7 separate regions of the Mus musculus genome follow, and all the other regions are linked to region 4. Evidence: chromatin contacts called from public Hi-C, HiCAR-type and promoter capture Hi-C data. All regions are on one chromosome and are shown on one strand. The core of a region is the stretch at or near the end of the contact, and the rest is flanking DNA. Distances in the headings are between cores, read along the strand shown. Region 1 holds the start of Pik3ip1 (phosphoinositide-3-kinase interacting protein 1). Region 2 holds the start of Ogdh (oxoglutarate (alpha-ketoglutarate) dehydrogenase (lipoamide)). Region 3 holds the start of Myo1g (myosin IG). Region 4 holds the start of Zmat5 (zinc finger, matrin type 5). Region 5 holds the start of Ddx56 (DEAD box helicase 56). Region 6 holds the start of Drg1 (developmentally regulated GTP binding protein 1). Region 7 holds the start of Limk2 (LIM motif-containing protein kinase 2).

Region 1 (2,700 bases), core at 159-2,658, 1.4 Mb before region 4:
TGGGCATCCTGTTCTGACTTCCTTATTTACACACATGGGCACACACCATGTGATCTGACCCTACACACACACATACCACACACATATATACACACCACATGCACACCCCCCCACCCCTCCCCAACCCCACCCCCACACGCACACACACGCACTCTTTGGGGGGCGGTGTTTATATGTGTGTTTTGCCAGCATATGTGTATGTGCATGACTGAGTATCAGAGGAGGGAGTCCATATTCTGGATCTGGACACAGATGGCCTTATGCTAAGTGCTGGGAACTGAACTAAGTGCTCCGCAAGAGCAACAAGTGCTCGTAACTAATGAGCCACCTCCCCAGTCCGGACAATGGTTTTAAAAGGCATGTCAGGTGGTTTGGGGACATGGTTCAGAGACTAGGAGTACTTGCTGCTCTTCAAGAAGAGCTGACCCGAGTTCCACTGCCTACTTCAGCTACCTCCCATGGTCGACAACTGCCTATAACCCCAGTTCTTGAGGCCCTGAAGTTTTCCTATGGCCTGAGTACAGACACAGATAAACCCACAAATAAAAATAACCCTTTTCTTCTTAAAAGACACATCAGGGTTCAATCACTTCTCATAGTTAGAATCACATTAGCTTTCCACTATGATAAAGTCTATAAAACTTACTTCATAGTGTTATTTTTTTCCTCCCTACATTGTGGCAAGATCAAAACAGAGTTTCTATTCTTGGATTTGCCCCAGTCACAAGGTAGTCTTGGCAAACCACCCTGTTCTCTCAGTTTACTGAGGCTGCTTGGGAACTTCAACTGCCAGCCAAATAGAAACTCCAAAAGCCCTAAGTTATGTGGATGTGGTTTAACTGTAGACACAAATTATTGCAACTAGATTTCCTATATACTGCTTGAGGGGAGTTGGAAGGAAGACATTTTACTTCTGGGCTGGTAAAAAGGGTGGACTTTACAATATAGCTAAAGGAATTCAATGTTTGTGTAACATGTATTTTCAGCTAATGATACCCTTTCTGTGTTCCTACTATATATGGATAACCCAAACCTCAAATGTTAGTAAAGGAATGTGACTGAACTGGCCCTAGCAAAGTACAATTTAAATATATTGCTTCCAGACAGATAATTCTTAGTTGTGCTGTCTATGTGGTCTTAAATTCTTCCTGCTTCTGCAATCAGCATCCGCTCTTACAACTGTGTAGTGCTTTTGGGGCTCCTAATCCACCCCACTCCACGATGCCTTCTGACACAGTGACTCTGTACTCACACTGGTGGAAAAGGAAGAAAAGCCCTGGGCATGCAGTTGTGCAGGTCTCACGCGGAGCTGCTGCTAAGCAAAACCTCTCTGCCACTCTCGGCTTGGCTGAGTTCCTCTCTTGGCTCAGGGTTAGTGATCTGGTAAGGTCTAGGAGGCTTAGGACCCAGGGGGCGCCTTTCAGCTGAAAAACACCTCGGCTGCAGCAAGCTAGCTGGGAAGCTCCCAGTTCTAAAGAGAGGCTGTTTACCAGAAGAGCATAACAGGGGCCGGCCAGTCTGACTGCAAGGAGACAAAACTGCTGCCAAGGAGGACCCCCCCCCCCCATTTGGACACTGGCTGTTGAGTCACCTGCGAGCCGAAGAGACGAGGATGCTGTTGGCTTGGGTACACACATTTCTTCTCAGCAACATGCTTCTGGCAGAAGCCTATGGATCTGGAGGTGAGATTACGTTTTCTCCCCCTTTCTGCAGCAACTTAAATGAAACAGATTCCCCAAACGTGGTCAGGCCGACAGGGAAGGAAGGTTTTGGCTGCTTTTCTCGTTATCCTACGAAAGCATTCTTCTCTCCTCTCTCCTTCCTTGCCAGAGGCTTGCAGCTCCATCTTTGCCATTAAGAACAAAGACAAGTAGTCACTTTCTCTTTCCCTTTCCTTTCACACGAGTGGATGGAGTGGAATTCGTCTCTTCTACTCCCCAGAGTCTTACCCTTTTAAAGTCCGTTTGCTTTGTGTGGCAGGCGCACGAACCTCCCCTCTCCAGCCTCCTCCCGTGGCTCTCTGCTGAGGGGAGTGGGAGCTTAAGAGATGAGGCAGAGACCCTCAGCTGGGGTCTCTATTGGATCTTTTGCTTCCCTGAATCAAAGGCTTTTGTGGAATTCTCTTGGGAGCTGGCGGTGTCTGTTAAACTAGCAGAAAGTGGCTGTATTCGTAGAGAAGGGAACACCAGTTTATATAACATTGACTTCTCAACACTGGGATGACTTCCATGTCTGACTGCCCAGAACCAAACTCACCATCTCCACAGAAAGACCTTAGGGAGAAAGACCTTCTTGTACCTTCAAAGTGGTCCCAAGTCCAAGAATAACAACCCTTTGCAGTTGTGCAGCGATCTTAAGCTTTTTTAAAAGGAAGGAAGGAAGGAAGGAAGGAAGGAAGGAAGGAAGGAAGGAAGGAAGGAAGGAAGGAAGGGAAGGGAAGGGAAGGGAAGGGAAGGAAGAAGAAAGCTAAATCGAGTGTTGTGTGTGGACCAAACGCCGCCAGGGGCGTGACACTCTGAGGTACACAGGGCTTTCTCCCGCGGGGCCAGAGAAACGCACTAAGAGTCTCGGGCGGGTTCCTCTTCCTCATAGGCTGCTTCTGGGACAACGGCCACCTGTACCGGGAGGACCAGCCCTCGCCCGCGCCGGGTCTCCGCTGCCTCAACTGGTTGGCCGCGCAAGGCAGCCGCGAGTCGCTCA
Region 2 (2,700 bases), core at 18-2,517, 1.6 Mb after region 4:
TATCACTGCTACCAAAGCTTGAAGAGCTTCTGGCATACTTGTGACTACTTGTGACTTCTATTTCAGTAGAGCAAAAGGACTCTCCAGCCAGCTCATCCAGCACTGGTGCCATTTGCCATACATAGCAAGGATAAACTGACAGTCTGTATTGCTGTCCATCAAAAACTACTCTGCTAAAAAAGAGAAACAAGCGGAGAGTTAAAGGCCATGAGCATGAAGCTGGGCATGGGACTTATAGCTATAGTCCTAGCACCTGGTATATGCAGGTAAAAGAAACAGAGCAAGGTCAGCCTACATTATGAAATTGAATCCAGCCTCAGCTACATGCCATTGTCTCAAACAACAACAACAAAAGACATGAGTATGAAATGAACCACTCTCCTTTTTGAGACCTGATCCAACTGTGTAGCCCAGGCTGCCCACAAGAACTCTATGTAGCCCATCTTGACCTCCCAATTGGTCAGTTTTTCTCTGTTCTGAAATTGCAGGTGTGTGCTGCAAAATCTGGCTGAATATTTTTGTTAGTTTTTTATTTTGTTTCCCAAGACAGGGTTTCTCTATGTGGCCCTGAAACTCTCTCTGTAGACCAGGCTGACCTCAAACTCAGAGATGAGCCTGCCTCTGCTTCTGAGTGCTCTGCTTTAAGGTGTGCACTCACACAGCCAGGCTCTGGCTTAACATTTTGACACGGGGAACATTTCATATTAGTGAAGTGTAACAGGTTAACTAGTGGATTTTGTCTGTTTAGAGCAGGCTCTGGAGCCAGGAAGATCCAGGGGGACCCCAGCACAGCTTCCTGTCAGAATACTAGCAGGAACACCCAAGTCGCATGACAACCAAGTCACATTAGACCTCGCTAACTAATCTTCATAAGGACTGCTGCAAAACAAGTGTTCAAAATAGTCACTCATGTTATTCAAATTATTTTGTGCAGGGATACATTTTACCAACCCAACTATTATTTAGGGCAGCTTGTTTTGGATACAAAGCCCGTGGGCCTCAAAGTCGCAGCGCTCCTGCTTCGGCCCGCCAAACGCTTCAATTATCAGACGGCATCCCACGCCCTGAATGTACCAGGTTCTTAACAAGCTTCGGAAGCGTCTCCCGTGTAACTGCTAATGACAGCCGAAAGACAGTGAGCAACAGGCTGGCTTTGGCCAGATGCAAAGTTCTGCATTGGCGCGAAGCCCGAGCGAGCGACTGAAACCCAATTCTGTGACGTCACGTCACGCCCACAGCCTGTCTTGCAGGCCGCTCCTCTGGGGCCGGGCTACGCGTTGACGCCACACGCCGGGGCGGGGCTGAGAGTTTGGAGCCCGGAGTGGTGTCGGCGCTTCACTCGGGTGGAGCTGAACGGGAGACAGGTAACCTTGTGCGGCAGACGGGCTCCGTCCAGGGCTGGGAGGCTCGGCGCTTGACACCCGGAGCTCGCGGCCGAGGGTGAGGCCTATGCGTCCTTGCTTCCGGAGTGCCTGAGTGACGGGCGTGAAGCCGGACAGAGCCGGGCTGGCGGAGGGCGGCGATGGTGGGCGGGGGACGAGACCTGACGGACAGACGTTATAGCCAATGGCGTGGCAGGGTCCTCCAGGCGGGCGGAGATTGGCGGACGCGGACTTGCGCCGGGGGTCGGGGGGCCGAGCGCTATTGGCTCTGGCGGCGGAGCCGCGAAGGTGGCGGGCTAGGGAGTAGGTGGCCTGGCGGCCCGGGAGAGCCCCAAGGTCGCGGCGTGTCACGTGGACCGGTCGCTCCCTCTGGCCCGCGCGCGTTCTTTTGTCCTGCGTGCGCTGACCCCAGCAGGCCGCCGTCCTTGTGTTCGCCGTGCCCGGACACGGCGCTGACCTTGGTGCCTGCGGCAGCCCCACCTGCCGGTATGAGGTAAACCAGGCTGTCGGCCAAGGTGACACTGGTTTCCCTAGAAACACCATCCACGCACCGCTTTCCTCGCGAGAGTGTGTGACAGATGTGAGTTATACCCAGAGTGACTGGGAAGCCTGCTACTGTGCCCTCGCATGAGTTACCAGATCATGTTTCTTTTGCCCACCGAGCAGTGTGCCAGTCTCTGAAGTGACAGGTTCGGCAAGAATCCTCACGTGGATACCATGTAAAGACAGGAGAGCGGAGTGTAGGGCATTTGAGTATCTACACGGTGAAGGAGCAGGGTGAGGTGTGGAAAAGGGATTAAAGGTAATGAGAAGTGACGGGCTAGGTGTTGTGCGCATGCGTAACTCAACTTCCTGACTGTAAGATCAGAAAATGGCGGCGTTAAGCATCATTGGAGGGTGGAGTTTTAGATCCTTGACGTCAAAAGGTCACTCAAGGAACACCTCTACAGGCCCAAGTGGGGTCAGTGGGGTCAACCTGTATTCGATGGAGGTCTCTACGTCCGTAAGTGTTATCTGTATATAGTGAAGCTATTGCGAATGTGCAACTGGTCTTCATCACCCTAAGTAGAAGCGTGTAACTAAAAATAGAAGTAAAAATTTCCCCCAGCTTTTCTGTGGATTTCATTGCCCTTACAGGCCCTACTTGTGTCTGTGTATCCTGTGCTCTGACATTGAGCAGAGGACACCGTTGGAGTTCCTCTGTTTGTCTGATCCTCTAGCCTTGCCCTTGAAGGTGGAACCAGGTAGATTAGTAGGTGGCGTTAGGAAAGTGACACTATAATTGTCTTTTTCTCTTTTTCTATCCTTGTCATTTTGT
Region 3 (2,700 bases), core at 41-2,540, 1.8 Mb after region 4:
GCCACCGTCCCTCTCCAGCACATCTCAAACTCCTCCACCCTTCCGTTTACTAACCATATTAGAAGCAGGAACCTAGGGCTGTACCTCTCTTGGGTTTTGTGCTCTGGGAGGAGTACTAGCCTCCTTGGGGCCCCAACTGTCCTCTCGGTGTGTGGGGCCCGCTCAACCCCAGGCAGGCCTCTTCAGGGTTCCTCTTTCTCTGCCCCCTCTGACAAGTCACGCCCTGGGACTACAAGTTTTGTGACCTGCAGCCACTGTCTTCCTCGGCTCAGCATACAAAGCATGGAGGGCATGCTTGTGAGCTTGCTTTTCGAGAGAATGAGGCAGTCTAACAAAGCATTGAACTCATTTCCTGGATAAAGCTCTCCATGTGGCAGCCTAGGACCTCCATCTCTGCACCTAGTGAGATTCCTGGTCCCCAGTTGCTCTCTAAGGAGCTTCCTAGCACACAACAATCCTCCCTAGGAGGTGTGTATGAAGTCCAGCCGCACACAAGGCCATTTAACATGCTGTGCTTCTAGCTCCTGGACCCCTCCCTGCTTTTTTCAGTGAGAAAGCAGGCTGCACTGTCAATTCTCCTAGTCCTAGCCTGTGACCCCTCCCATGAACAACTCCCAACCCAGAACATCATATCAGCATCATATCAGCTTGCTTCGATTATTGCGATTCTGGGGTGGAGGGCACTTCATTTTGGAGTTCCTAAGGAAACTCAAGTCGGGTCACACATGGGACCCAGGGGGAAAGCATCAGCAGGTGACAGAGAGGAGATGCAGTACATTCCTGGTCCCCATGCCTTTGCCTGTCTTCCTCAGGACTCTGGGCTTGTCAACCAGGGTGTTGTGAGGGTGGCTGGGCAGCTCCATTCCTGACAGCTGGTTACTTTCTGAGTGGCCATTATCTCCTGGAGATGCTATCATTTCAGCCTGTATTGTCTAGGTATGTGTAGCCTTGTCCCCATTCCTGACGATGGGACCAGGGTACCTTCAGGGCTTCTCTCAGGTCTGTGTGGATGATAAGGGAGGAAAGGAAGGAAAGAAGCCCAGTACCGCATCCCCACCCCCACCTCACATCTACCTGAGCTCTAGGTTCTTCATGAAGTCCTCCATGGTCAGTTGATCCAAAAGCACGAAGTCTGGTTTCCCATACTCAGGGCCTTCTTCGTCCTCCATCCTGCCCACTGCAAGCATCCAAGGCAGGTCGCCAGAGCTTTCTGTACAGAGGTGAAGGGGAAGGCAGAAAGGGGAGGCCCAGCCCTGCCTGACTACTGCAGTACTTCAGTAAAGTAGGAAGTGGGTTCTGCCCGGGGAGTTTGGCCCTGCCCATTGCTACTCCCCTGCCTTGGTGCTTCAGACACTGCTTCCTGCTCCCTGGCCCACAAGGTCCATGCCTAACTGTCTGTCCTGATGGGGTCTTTACTGGCTTCCTTAAAGCTCTTCCCAAGCTAGGTTTGGCCATACCTGTCTGTAATCCCAAGCACTCCAAAGATTACGGGCAGGCTGGAATTCTCCCTCCCCTTGTCTGTCTGTCTTCCTTCCTTCCTTTGCTCCCTCCCTCTTTCCGTCTCTCTCTCTCTCTCTCTCTCTCTCTCTCTCTTTCTTTCTTTCTTTCTTTCTTTCTTTCTTTCTTTCTTTCTTTCTTCTATCTCTGTAGTCCAAGCTGGCCTCCCCAAAGTAGCTAGGATTATACCAGGCTCAGTAAGAAAGGATGCTTCTTCTTCTTTCTTTCTTTCTTTCTTTCTTTCTTTCTTTCTTTCTTTCTTTCTTTCTTTCTTTTTTTGGTTTTTCAAGACAGGGTTTCTCTGTGTGTCCTGGAACTCACTCTGTAGACCAGGCCAGCCTTGAACTCAGAAATCTACTTGCCTCTGCCTCCCAAGTGCTGGGATTAAAGGCATGTGCCACCACGCCTGGCAGGATGCTTCTTTTAAAACGTTTTAAACATCTATTTTGTGTACAAGTGCTTTGTCTACATGTATAAGTGCACCATATGCATGCTGGGTGTCTGCAGAGGGCTAGAGGGCTGGGTGGCCGTAAACTGCAGACCTTTGCAGGAGCAGTCAGTGCTCTTAACTTCTGAGCCATCTCTCTAGCCCAATAGATATTTCTTTTATTATTATTATTTTGGTTTTTTTTTTTTTTTTTTTTGGTTTTTCGAGACAGGGTTTCTCTGTATAGCCCTGGCTGTCCTGGAACTCACTTTGTAGACCAGGCTCCAGGCTTGCCTCGAACTCAGAAATCGGCCTGCCTCTGCCTCCCAAGTGCTGGGATTAAAGGCGTGCCAACAGATATTTCTTGGCCTCTCGTGGTTACCCAGCTGAACATCGCTGCCCCAGAGCTCAACATCAGCCAGGGGTGGCCACAATAGAGTTTAAACCATAAAGACTTCCTGCCTGACCCAGCAGATGAGGCAGTGGTGGGGACTCGGCACCCTGCGATTCCTCCCCACAGTGACAAGGGAGCGGAAGAGTACACTCTCCAGCCCTCTAGTGGGCTAGCCTTTGGTAGGACCCTCTTGCATATGCTCAGCTTCGTTCTCTCATCCAGCCTCTGAGATAAAACCATTAACTCTTGGAGCTCTGGGGCCTCATCTTAGCTCTCACAGGTCTTGGCTTATGGTTGAGCTTGTAGATTAGTGGTACATTGAAAAATGGCTAGGCGACCACTCAGGTTTCTCTGTGCAGTCCTCCCTCCTGATTACAGGGTC
Region 4 (2,700 bases), core at 53-2,552:
CAGGAGGGTGAGTCTAAGGCCAAGCCTTGTCTACCATCTAGCTCCGGGACAGCAATAGCTACACAGAGAAACCCTGTCTCGAGAAAAAGAAACCAGTCGATGAACATGCTGGCCATCAGTAACATACCTTCCCCAATACTCTCACAACCTTTGACATAAAACATGCACAGAGTGTGGGACAGTTAAGTCAAAGAGGGCTCGCCATTTCCTACTTTATATTCATCCCCACATTTTCCCAGGATGCTATCTTTCAGTGGTATCATTAAGTATGAACGGTAGCACCTCATCTGTATCCCAGGATCTTTGATCCACTATGACCTTTATTCAATACCACGGTTAAGTGCTTTAAGTCCAGTATTGCCAGTTAGGGCTTGAGGTTTCATAGTCTTCACGTTTAATCCAAAGAGCCTACGTGGGCGGCCTTCGGAACTGAAACATCAATTTTAAAAGGTCAGCCACATGGTCTAAGGAGACCTACTTTTAACGACTGCCTTGCTGAAATCTGCCCTTGAAACTAGCAAGGACGGCAGGGGTCGGAGTTCCAACTCACCACCGACTTAATGGAGTGGTTCAGACCCGTAAGTCCTCTGATGTCTCAGGAGTCAGGAGTTAGCTTTCGCAAATGAATATGTGGAACTGTGTGACAGGACATACCAATTAGGCCTCGCACCATGTCAAGAGAAATAGATGTATTAACGGGCACAGTTCACCCCAGACCTGGTAAGACTTGATTGAGTTCCGTCCTACCTCCCTCCCAGTCACCCTTCAGGCGGGCCCAAGGTCAGGATGGCCCAGGCCCTCACCCCCTCGTTGATGTGCTCGTAGATCGCGTCTGCGCCCTGATCGAAGGCTCGCTCGAAGAACAGGGCGCCCACTGCGATGGTGAGGGCAAAGGTGGAAGTTCTGCGGAACAGCAAGGAGTACAGGCGCGAAGGGATCGTCGGCGACGACATGTTGCCTCACTGCCGAACTCGCGCCACTGCGCTTGCGTAGAACCCAATGTCTTGCTCCAAAAGTTTCAACGCGCCCTGCTTTATGGGAATTGTAGTTTCTCTGTATCTCAGAGTCGACATTTTGAACCATTAAAGAAACTGATAATGTGCACAGGGTAACAGTTTATTACAATGTTCATATTCCACACAACCAAAATTTGATAAGACTTATTTCTCAGTTTTTCTCCTCAACCATTTCCTGCGTTTGGCTATTTTGAACTACAAGTCCCGAAAGCCCCTTAGCTTACCCATCTTCCCCAGTGCTGTCTCGCCTTCGTATTCCGCCTTCTCGGTACCTTAGGAAGGACTACAAATCCCAGCGAGCAGAGCGCAACGCGAGGACTCAAGAGGAGGAGCCCGGAACCAGGTATCTTTGGTGAGACATCCGCGTCCAAGTTTTAGGCTCTTTTCCCAATCAGAAGAGTAGGCATTTCATTCTAAGTCCGCGCTATCCGCTTTTTCTGGCATGGGGAGTGAATACAGAGGCAGGGAACCTGAGTTTCTGTGGCTGCATCTCGACTCTCTGCCTAACGTCCTTTGAACCTACTCCAGATGTAGGTTTGGGGGTGGCAAAAGTCGGGTCCTGCAGTTCTAACTCTTAAGCCACGTCTCAGGGGGGAAAGTGGCTTTGCACTTGCTTCCTGTTCTCCAGAGCGTAGGCTTTAAAGCCAAGAACCCCGGCTTCGGAGATGGGTGACCTGGTTGTAAAAGGCACCGTACTTTTCTGAGTATCCCCTCGGGGTCTTGAGATGATCCCCAGTAAAAGAAAGGTTCCCAGCTCTCCTGGAGCGCTCTGGCCGTGGTGCGTGGGCGATGGGGAAGCCCAGCACTTCTGGAAACTAATACTTTGTAAAAGAGAAAACCCAAATGCTTGGACGGATTGCTTGCTCTTTAAACCTGAGTAGCCGCTTAATGGAGGACTGAATATATTGTAGCAGGGTAAACAGGATAATGTTTCTAGAGGCAACTGCACTGCTGGGGTGCTTGAGAAAGTGTAGAGTGGCCTCTAATGAGTAGGTGGCCTGAAGTCATCTCTAGTCTGGCCTTGAATCCCGTCCTGGGTAAGGAGTCATTCTTTTCCTAATTGCACTAGGGAGTCACTGAATGGGTTTAAGCTGGAATGCTTTGAGGTCTATTTACATTTTAATGTTATCGTTCTGACTTCTTGCTAGAGCAAAAACTGAAGAGAAGAAATTGCAGAGGTAGGTAATTTAGAGTAGAGAGGTTTAGAATAATGGTCAGATTTGAGATGCATTTTGGTAGGTAGGATAGACAGAGCAAGCTAGCAGAAGTGTGCAAGAAAGGTAGAATTAAGAGGTGGGCTCGGTTGTGGGTGCCTTTAGTCTCAGCACTCCAGATGCAGGTGGGTCTCAGAGTTCAAGACCAGCCTGGTTTACAAATTCCAGGACAACCAGGGCTACACAAAGAAACCCTGTCCTGAAAAACCAAACCAAACCAAGAAACAAAAATAGGAATTAACATCTAGAGATAAATTAAGATTTGACTACAGAGACTAAATGGTTTGTGTTTGTTTGTATGGAGAAAAGGTTTTACACTTGCTCTGGCTTGCCTGGAACCAGCTACATAAATCAGCCTGACTTTTAACTCCTGGTGATCCTCCTGTCTCTGCTATCTCTGGAAGGCTAAAATTATAGACAAGCACTATCATGCCTGACCTGTAAATTGTGTGTTTATAGATTTGGTTTTG
Region 5 (2,700 bases), core at 147-2,646, 1.6 Mb after region 4:
GCTCCTTCAGAGTTTGTACATCCTCATTGAAAGTGGCCGACATGAGAAAAGCCTGGTAAATCCGAGGCAAGTGACTGAAAGAAAGAACAGGGCTTGATCAGGCTCCAGCCCACCCATTCCACTCCAGTCCCAAGTCCAGACCCTTGCAGGTCTAGGAGCCACTTCTGTTTCTTCCTTACCAGAGAAGACTCTTGAGTTCATCCTCAAAGCCAAAGGAAAAAAGAAGGTCAGCTTCATCTACCACCAGCAGCTCTAGGGAGTCCCGGAGTTTCAAGGTGTTCTGCTGCAAGTGGCTTAACACTCGGGATGGGGTTCCCACCACCACATCTGGCTTCTCCATCAACACAGCTCTGCAGGTGGCAAGGATTTAGCAGCCAGACCCTCGCCCTGGCAGACCTGCCCAGGCTAGCCACTCACACCACCAAGGGCACACACTTGCAAAGCGTTCTCCCTTTGGAGGCCTGCAGGTTTCACCCACCTCTGAGAAGCTGAGTCTTCTGCAGCTGAGACGTTAGCCACTCGCACATCCCGAGCACAGTAGGCAGCCAGTTGCTGGATCATGGCCTGGGCCTGCCGTGCCAGCTCCTTGGTAGGAACAAGAACAAGGCCTCTCACAGCCTGCTCCATTACAGGACCTGTCTGTAAGAACACCAATTCAAGACCGTTCAAAGTACTGGGTCCGCCCAAACAGTCAGAACCATGTACTGCAACACAACCACCTAGCTGTGTCCTGATAAACTCTTAATTCTGCCCACCTCACAGCACAGGGGGCAGAGCTTTCCCAGGCACTCAAATTTAGAACTTGCTGAAATCACTTAACGTACTACGGAGCTGATGAGTCCCCCTCTAGATAAAAGGTTACTCAAAATTACAACAGGATGGCGGTCGTGGCACCAAGGCCCGGGTTGAGAGCCAAGTAACCTGAACTCCAGCTCAGAGATTAAGCTGCAAATTGACCAAGTTCTCTATGGGCCGCCTAACACTGACACAGGACCTATAGGAGGAACCTTGGCACAGTCGGGCACTTCATTCCCTATTCTTTTGGAGCGTCCTGCCTCATACTCACTGCTCCTCTCGCTACCCACCGCCTTCTTGTGGAGAAGCGACTGAAGCATCGGAATAGCATAAGCTGCGGTCTTCCCGGAGCCTGTGCGGGCGCGGGCCAGGAGGTCCTTCCCCTCCAGCGCCAGAGGAATGGCCTTTTCCTGGATCAACGTAGGTCGCGACCAGCCCAAATCGGTGACAGCCTAAGAAGGAAGAGGACGCAGCTCAAGCGGCGTGGAGTACAGCGGCACACCGGGTAGCAGCTCCACAGCCTACCCCATACCTGCAGGAGCCGGGGATCCAGGCCCATGTGTTCAAAACCCAGCGCTTCTTGGTCCTCCATGGCGTGACTCCACGCTGTCAGTGCGCACGCGTAGGGCGGGACAAACCAACAACTAATCAGCTCTGGAAGGTACGTCACTTCCTGGAAGTACTTTCTCCTGGGTGTCCGACGTTGCTACCAATTTGTGCTGGCTCTGCGCAGGAGCGTTCCGCAATGCTGTCCCTTGAACGCCCTCCGAATTGTGGATGCCTCTTCTCTGGCGCCTCAGCCTTCCCTGACCCACAGAGTGACGTGGGCAGGGCTTTGCTAGGTTATGGTTGGGATCGACCGCGTTTTGGCTAAAGGGAGGCAGCCGCCACTTAGGCACATGCGCAAAGGAATTAGGGTTCTGTGGGTAACCAGAGGCAAATCTCACTGGGCAGAAATCGCGGCACAAGTTGCTAACCTAAGATAAATGTTAAATCAGGCCTTCAGCTACTATGAAGATTTTCACAAATACTGCCAACACGCGGTGCAATCCTTAACAGCTCTTAGAAGAAGAGCCAAGTTGACTCGAACCCTTCCTGGGACCATCTTTCCCAGAAAACGAAAATCAGACTTTGTTACACATGTTAATAAGGCCCATTCTTTGAGAATTCCTTACCAGGGAATGTCCTTAGGACTTTTTCTTCTGTTTTTGTTTTTTTTTTGTTTTTTTTTTTTTGTTTGTTTGTTTGTTTTTTTCAAGACAGGGTTTCTCTGTGTGGCCCTGGCTGTCCTGGAACTCACTCTGTAGACCAGGCTGGCTTCAAACTCAGAAATCCGCCTGCCTCTGCCTCCCAAATGCTGAGATTAAAGGCATGTGCCATCACTGCCTGGGGAAGATTGATTGATTGGTTTTTTTGAGACATGGCCTCATTATGTAGTGGCTGGCCTGGAACTTGGTAGGTAGACCAGACTGGTTTGACTCAGCCTCCCTAGTGCTGGAATTAAAGGCATGCACTACCACCCTTCCTTGGGACCTCTTAAAACACCTAAAGCCAAAAAAGTGTCAGTTGACCTTAGGCCCATTTCTTCTGGGCGCTGTAACTATTGTTAGGGCAATAACAGAAAAGAGATTGGTGGGGACTAAAAACATTTACCAACAGGGTCTTATAGTGACCACCTATTAAGAAAGGGAAAGCCCTCCTGATAACAGGAGGGGCTGAGCTGAAGGAAAAGACCAATAAAAGGGGTCATTAAGTGGGCAACAGGATCAATGTAGAGCACTTCCCTAGCGTGCATGATGCCTTAGAGTCTCAATCAGCAGCAAAGGAGAGGAAAAGGGGGAGACTTAAGGTGGGGCTAGAAGCCTAACTGCAAAACGCTGGACTCTGGCACCTGTGACTGCAGTG
Region 6 (2,700 bases), core at 169-2,668, 1.4 Mb before region 4:
TACTACAACTTATTATGTAAACCAGGTTGGCATTGAATTCATTAGTGTACCACTGGCCTCGGCCTCCTGAGCTCCACCTAAGAATTATTTTTTATCCTTAGACGCCCACAATAGAGGTGAAGGTGAACAAACTGTCTATTGAAATACTGCTTCAGGGGAAGACCAAATGGCTCATATTCACGAGCATCCAGCAAACTGCAGACTGAAGAGGATACAGGCAACTAAGTATTTTTTAAAAAGAAAAACCAAGCCTGGCTAATGTCAGCACTCTGGAGGCAGAGGCAGATCTGTCTGAGTTCAAGGCCAGCGTGATCTACACAATGGGATCCCTGACATCCAGAAGTATGTAGCAAGACCCTGTCTCCAAACAAAGGAGAGAGGTAGAGGGAGGGAGAGAGGGAAAAAATCCAGGGCCAGATAGACACACTCAAGTGCACTTGCTGCCAAACTTGGAAGACCTAAACTCAATCCCAGAAACCATGACTGAACAGAACGATTCCCCTAAGTAATGCTGAACACACACACACAGAAACATAAAAATAAACTGAATTCCCTCTCCCCTCTCCAGTTCATTCTCTTCACCACAAAAGAAACAAACGAGACCCAACGTGAAAGGACCCACGGTCATTCGAATTTCTATCCACAGAGGGAATTAAAATGCATCTGCTGATTCGTTTCTACGGTACCCAATCTAAAAGAAGGGTGTCACATTACGGACTTTAAAAAGCCCTGAAGGTCTCAGGGATGACGCGCCATCCAGGTACAATCTACTTACTCCCAGATCTTACCGTCACAACCAACGGCGTGTAAAAGGGGACCACCAGTGAGTGGCAAGTGGGCAAGGAATAACGGGACAAGACCTCAAAGCCCGTGATCGGATCACGGAGTCTGGGATATAGAAGTCGTGTGGCTCAGAGAAAAAAGCAAGAAAAACAGAAATAATGTCGAGACATGCGCCGAAAACCGGAGCAAGTGCTGGGTGTGGGATGTGGGAGGTTGCGCAGAGACGGAGCTGGCGGATGGGAGCTGAGAAGCCCAGGCCCGAGGAACTGAGGGAAGGGGCTGCATGGGGACGGGGCTGCGGCAGCGCAGGTTTAGACTACGGGGGCGATGGCAGCTGGTGGCACAGGGGTGGAAGCCAGGCCCTGACGCCGCGGACGCAACACCGGAGGAGCCGCAGCGCCGCAGAAGGGCCAGGAGAGAAGCGCCGGCTGCGCCTTTTACCTCGGCTTCGATCTCCGCGATCTTCGCTAAGGTCCCGCTCATGGTGGCGGAGGGCTTAAGGCCACACCAGCCTCCACACTGGTTAGGTCCCCCTTCTCGCGCCCGCCGCGCCTCTGGCCACCACTGCAGCGCGCAAGCGCGGGATCTGCTAAGCTCGCGACACGGTTCCGCGAGAAGTCCGCGCCGACGCTCTCGGAGATGGGCGGTCTCCGCCTTCTCCGCCGACTCCTCCCTGTCCCGCCAGCCAGCGCGGTGTCATAGAGCCCGCAGTGAGGTGACCAGAGCGGTCGCTCGGGCCAACTTCCCGGAGCGCGCCGAGGGTCGCGCGCAGCTCGGCCCCACCCCGCCGGACCTGCGCTCGCCCCTTCGACTCCCGTGCCCAGCGTGCACCTAAACCCGGCGACCATCAGAGTGCGCGCAGATACTTGGAAGCTCCCTTTCTTCATCAGGACAGACCTCGGCTTCCTGGGTTGTAGAGAGACTCAGAGGGGTGGGGGGTTGTAGAGAGACTCAGAGGGGTGGGGGGCACAATTTTTGAGGGATCCTTTGTTTACCAGGAACCCTAAAGAAGGAGTGTGGCACTCAACGAGCCACAGTTAGTGGATCGAATGAGCTCTTCCAGAGAGAGCCATTACTTGGAGAAGCTATCATGTTGAAAAGTTGGAAATTATGTTAGCACAAATTAGAAGGGAATGCATAAATAAATATAAAAGCATTTTTATTGTGTAAAATAAGGTTACAGCCACTAAAGCGTAGTGTGACTGGAAGTGAGTCCCGAATTTGTCAGATGGACAAATAGAACTGTGCCTTTTATCATTATACTCTCTAGGCTGTTTGTTAGAAATACACTTAGAGAGGCATAGGGTAGTGGTACCCACCTTTAATCCCAGCACTTGGGAGGCAGGCGGATTTCTGACTTCGAGGCCAGCCTGCTCTACAGAGTGAGTTCTAGGACAGCCAGGGCTATACAGAGAAACCCTGTCTCAAAAAAAAAAAAAAAAAAAAGTACCGGAGTGTGTCTCCTGGTGGTGCTGAGACCAAGGATCTCCTGTGTTCAAGGCAACCCTCGACTACCACACACCATGCCAGAAAGTACATTCTAGGAAATGTAGATAAACCAGATGATAGAGGCGCACGCCTTTGATCCCAGTACTCAGGAAGCAGAAACAGGTAGATCTCTGAGTTCAGTTCCAGGCCAGCCTGGTCTTCAGAGCAAGTTCCAGGACAGTCAAGGCAGAGAAAGCTATCTCGAAAAACTGGGAAAAAAATAAAATAAAAAAGGGAAAAAAAGAAAAAGGGAGGTAAAAGAATGGTTCCCATAGGAAGGTTTTTCCTGTAATGCCGAGGACTCACTCATGACACTTAGATCGGGAGGATCCCCCTGAACCCTGAGGGGAGAATTGTTTATGGGTCTGATGATGAGGGACATAGAGGGACCGACCATTTGCTTTGTGTAATTGTTTAATTGGGCTTTGG
Region 7 (2,700 bases), core at 117-2,616, 1.3 Mb before region 4:
TGAACCACATCCCATCCAACTCAATTTTAAAAAAATTATTTATTTAGAGACAGGATCGTATTCTGTCGTCCAGGTTGACCTAGTTAGTACGCCACACACAGACCAAGCAATTCTCCTGGCTCTGTCTAGTCTGGGATTACAGGTGTGCAATCACCACTACCAGCCAGGAAAAAAAATTAAGGGAAGAGACAGACGAATTTCCGCTCCATGCTTTCCTTCTCCAGAGCATATTATCACCAATAAGGTCTGAAATTCCATGTTCCCGTAGTGAGGAAGTGACCCACTGGCGGCCCGGTCCTTGAATTCAGGATGGAGGAAGTGACTGTCCACCGGCCCAAAGCCAGGAAGTGGAGGCACATATTCAGTCCCTCCCCCACCCCTAAAATTCTCCCTTGGCCTTTCTAGAAAACTTTTGGAAGTCGACCCTGGTAGACCCAGAAACTGAGCCACTCACACCGGTGGCTGGGAATAAGGCGGCAGAAAGTTCATGATGCCGCGGGGCAGGAAGCTGCAAGATGATTCGTGAAGGGATTTACAGGCCCAGCTAAGCCAATTCTGAAATTTCCTTCACTCAACTCTTCCCCTCAAGGTGCGGAGCTATTAATCTGCTGGCATCAGAGACTACGCGAGGACTCAACTAGTCTCTAGGAAGACTTGAAGCTGTTCTCCACAGGAGGCAGAGGTCTTTGAGCCTCAGGAAGAACGGTCGGATGTCTTCCTATCCACATCATAAACTCCACACTCATACTCTATCTCTAGGAACCACTCCTCCCAATCCCAGAGTCCAAAGACACCTTCGAGAACTTTGGGTCTACAGAAAACCTAGAACCCAGGATAACTCGGAATCTCAAGTCCTGAACTCTGGAAGACCCTGTACTTCCCATATTTCAGAATCTCAGGTGCCTCGGCTTCCTTAGCCAGGAGACTTGCCCGGTCTGCAGATCCGAGGATCCACCTCGCGGGAATTCGCCCCACGCGCCGGCCGCAAGGAGCCCTCAGTCTTAGAACGACTGCGCTCGGACTTCCAGAGTCCCAAGACCTTCAAGTCCCGAGGGAACCATTGTGTTCGATCCTCCCCACCCTGCCAGGCTCTCGCTGAGGATTCCGGACCCAAGAAAAACCAGACAGCCAGAAACCCGCGAGCGGCGGGCTGGACGGAATGGGCCCTTCTTACCCGCCAGCGCCGCCATGGTCCAGGGCGCGGACAACACAGGAAGGACCACCCGGCAGCAGCGCCTCAGGTCCGCGCCCGCCTGCGGTCTAGAGAAGAGGCTGTCTCTGCCCCTGCAGCCGGAAGGATGCACCGCCTACGGCGCCCTGGGAGGACCAAACCGCACCTGGCACGGGGACCCGCCCCGGAGCCCCTCCCACTTAGGTTAACGACCCGCCCTGCCCCGTCCCGCCTCCCGCGCGAACTCTGCCGCATCTCTGGCGCCTGCTGGCGACTGGCGACCTCTAGAGGCGTTCGGATTGACCAGGGTGATTCAGTTTAGGCTGGAGGTCGCAACACAGGGGACCCTCGGCGCTCAGGTTAGTCCAGTTGCCCTTCTACACTACTTGAAAATGGCTCTGCTCTTCAGGTGCAGAGCGTGGGTAGGTATCACAGGTCTTTTGACTCCCAGTTTGTAATCAGCAATGTGAACACGAAGAAGCTAAGAGAAACCACTTTTGCGTGTCAAAGGCAATATGGAAATGAGGCTCCCTAGAGCAGATTATGGAGGCCAAATACCTGGGTTCCTGGAATTTTGGGTCCAGGACTCCCACTCCTTATATAAAGTCCCTGGTTGGTCAAGTCTCATAGAAAATGGCGTAAACTTTGTCTATAATCCACGCACAATCTTCATATGCTTTATTTTTTCTTTTGTTTTGCCACAGGGTCTTGAAATGCAGCCAGACTGATATTGAACTTGCCAGCCTCTTGCCTCAGCTTCTTGAGTGCTGAGATATTCTTGTTTTAAATCATCTCTAGATTGTTTATTTAAAAAAAAAAACCAAAATCTAGATGTTCTAACATAGTTATCTTATTCTGTGACTAAAATCAAGAAAGAACCGGACAGTGGTGGCACACGCCTTTAATCCCAGCACTTGGGAGGCAGAGGGAGGTGGATTTCTGAGTTCGAGGCCAGCCTGGACTACAGAGTGAGTTCCAGGACAGCCGGGGCTATACAGAGAAACCGTCTAAAAAAAAAAAAAAAAAAAAAAAAAGACGCAGCACTCTCAGCTCCTTCTCCATCGCCATGTCTACCTGTATTCTGCCATGCTTCTGGCCGGGATGATAGTGAACTAAACTTCTGAACCTGTAAGCCAGCCCCAAATAAATGTTGTCCTTTGTAAGAGTTGCTGTGGTCATAGTGTCTCTTCCCAGCATTAGAACCCTAACTATGACACTCGGTTTTAGACAATTGTTACTTCCCTCCATCAGATTTATGTACATGGGAAAAGAGTCCAGAGGATCAGGAAATGGGTAGGAATGGAGCCCAAGGAAACCAATCCTGCCTCCAACTCTCCCATCAGCTGCCTCTGGCTCTACTACTTAGGTAAACAAAACAGCACAATTCTCTGTCTTCCTGCATGGCCTTTTGTTAACAAAAGTGGCTGCTAGTTAGATGTTTCTTCCGTGGCGCCTTCATATGACCTAGGGTGCACAAGTGCTAGGGAGGGGGCTGTACCTGACTTCCTTCCTGGGAACTCACTTGAGCT

The links. Promoter capture Hi-C pulls out the DNA fragments that hold promoters and counts their contacts. A called contact is a pair of places that touch in the nucleus more often than the background predicts. HiCAR-type assays count read pairs that join an accessible place to other places. Capture Hi-C pulls out chosen DNA fragments and counts their contacts.
Region 1: a contact with region 4 is called in a HiCAR-type map of astrocytes, with 4 times the contacts expected there. The contact joins the promoter of Pik3ip1 here to the promoter of Zmat5 in region 4. A contact is called at or near these places in 2 of 39 promoter capture datasets (both in liver) and 1 of 115 datasets of contacts at active chromatin or transcription factors (astrocytes).
Region 2: a contact with region 4 is called in a promoter capture Hi-C map of pre-B cells, with 3 times the contacts expected there. The contact joins the promoter of Ogdh here to the promoter of Zmat5 in region 4. A contact is called at or near these places in 2 of 39 promoter capture datasets (liver and pre-B cells).
Region 3: a Hi-C map of B cells shows a contact between it and region 4, with 6 read pairs. The contact joins the promoter of Myo1g here to the promoter of Zmat5 in region 4. A contact is called at or near these places in 1 of 39 promoter capture datasets (pre-B cells) and 1 of 484 Hi-C or Micro-C datasets (B cells).
Region 5: a promoter capture Hi-C map of erythroid cells shows a contact between it and region 4, with 5 times the contacts expected there. The contact joins the promoter of Ddx56 here to the promoter of Zmat5 in region 4. A contact is called at or near these places in 2 of 39 promoter capture datasets (erythroid cells and liver) and 1 of 484 Hi-C or Micro-C datasets (CD4 T cells).
Region 6: a promoter capture Hi-C map of adipose tissue shows a contact between it and region 4, with 3 times the contacts expected there. The contact joins the promoter of Drg1 here to the promoter of Zmat5 in region 4. A contact is called at or near these places in 1 of 39 promoter capture datasets (embryonic stem cells) and 1 of 9 other capture datasets (adipose tissue).
Region 7: a contact with region 4 is called in a promoter capture Hi-C map of embryonic stem cells, with 2.5 times the contacts expected there. The contact joins the promoter of Limk2 here to the promoter of Zmat5 in region 4. A contact is called at or near these places in 2 of 39 promoter capture datasets (embryonic stem cells and liver).

The regions. Positions count from the first base shown.
Region 1 is chr11:3,329,323-3,332,022 of GRCm38.p6, forward strand. Pik3ip1 (phosphoinositide-3-kinase interacting protein 1) reads left to right here and starts at 1,409. Exons shown (of 6, transcript NM_178149.4): 1 at 1,409-1,682; 2 at 2,593-2,700. The coding sequence starts at 1,613. Gm12592 (predicted gene 12592) reads right to left here and starts at 1,868. Exons shown (of 2, transcript NR_165248.1): 1 at 1,592-1,868.
Region 2 is chr11:6,290,330-6,293,029 of GRCm38.p6, forward strand. It overlaps Ogdh (oxoglutarate (alpha-ketoglutarate) dehydrogenase (lipoamide)), which reads left to right and starts at 1,268. Exons shown (of 23, transcript NM_010956.4): 1 at 1,268-1,364. Gm46270 (predicted gene, 46270) reads right to left here and starts at 1,934. Exons shown (of 1, transcript NR_168687.1): 1 at 1-1,934.
Region 3 is chr11:6,519,668-6,522,367 of GRCm38.p6, forward strand. It overlaps Myo1g (myosin IG), which reads right to left and starts at 1,291. Exons shown (of 22, transcript NM_178440.4): 1 at 1,075-1,291. The coding sequence starts at 1,187.
Region 4 is chr11:4,703,354-4,706,053 of GRCm38.p6, forward strand. It overlaps Zmat5 (zinc finger, matrin type 5), which reads left to right and starts at 1,303. Exons shown (of 6, transcript NM_026015.3): 1 at 1,303-1,368. It overlaps Uqcr10 (ubiquinol-cytochrome c reductase, complex III subunit X), which reads right to left and starts at 991. Exons shown (of 2, transcript NM_197979.3): 1 at 804-991. The coding sequence starts at 953.
Region 5 is chr11:6,266,333-6,269,032 of GRCm38.p6, forward strand. It overlaps Ddx56 (DEAD box helicase 56), which reads right to left and starts at 1,397. Exons shown (of 14, transcript NM_026538.3): 1 at 1,328-1,397; 2 at 1,086-1,247; 3 at 479-639; 4 at 180-350; 5 at 1-74. The coding sequence starts at 1,387.
Region 6 is chr11:3,265,045-3,267,744 of GRCm38.p6, forward strand. Drg1 (developmentally regulated GTP binding protein 1) reads right to left here and starts at 1,419. Exons shown (of 9, transcript NM_007879.2): 1 at 1,225-1,419. The coding sequence starts at 1,266.
Region 7 is chr11:3,407,872-3,410,571 of GRCm38.p6, forward strand. It overlaps Limk2 (LIM motif-containing protein kinase 2), which reads right to left and starts at 1,367. Exons shown (of 16, transcript NM_010718.4): 1 at 1,175-1,367. The coding sequence starts at 1,190. Gm51879 (a long non-coding RNA gene) reads left to right here. Exons shown (of 2, transcript XR_003949624.1): 1 at 1-1,530; 2 at 1,876-2,700.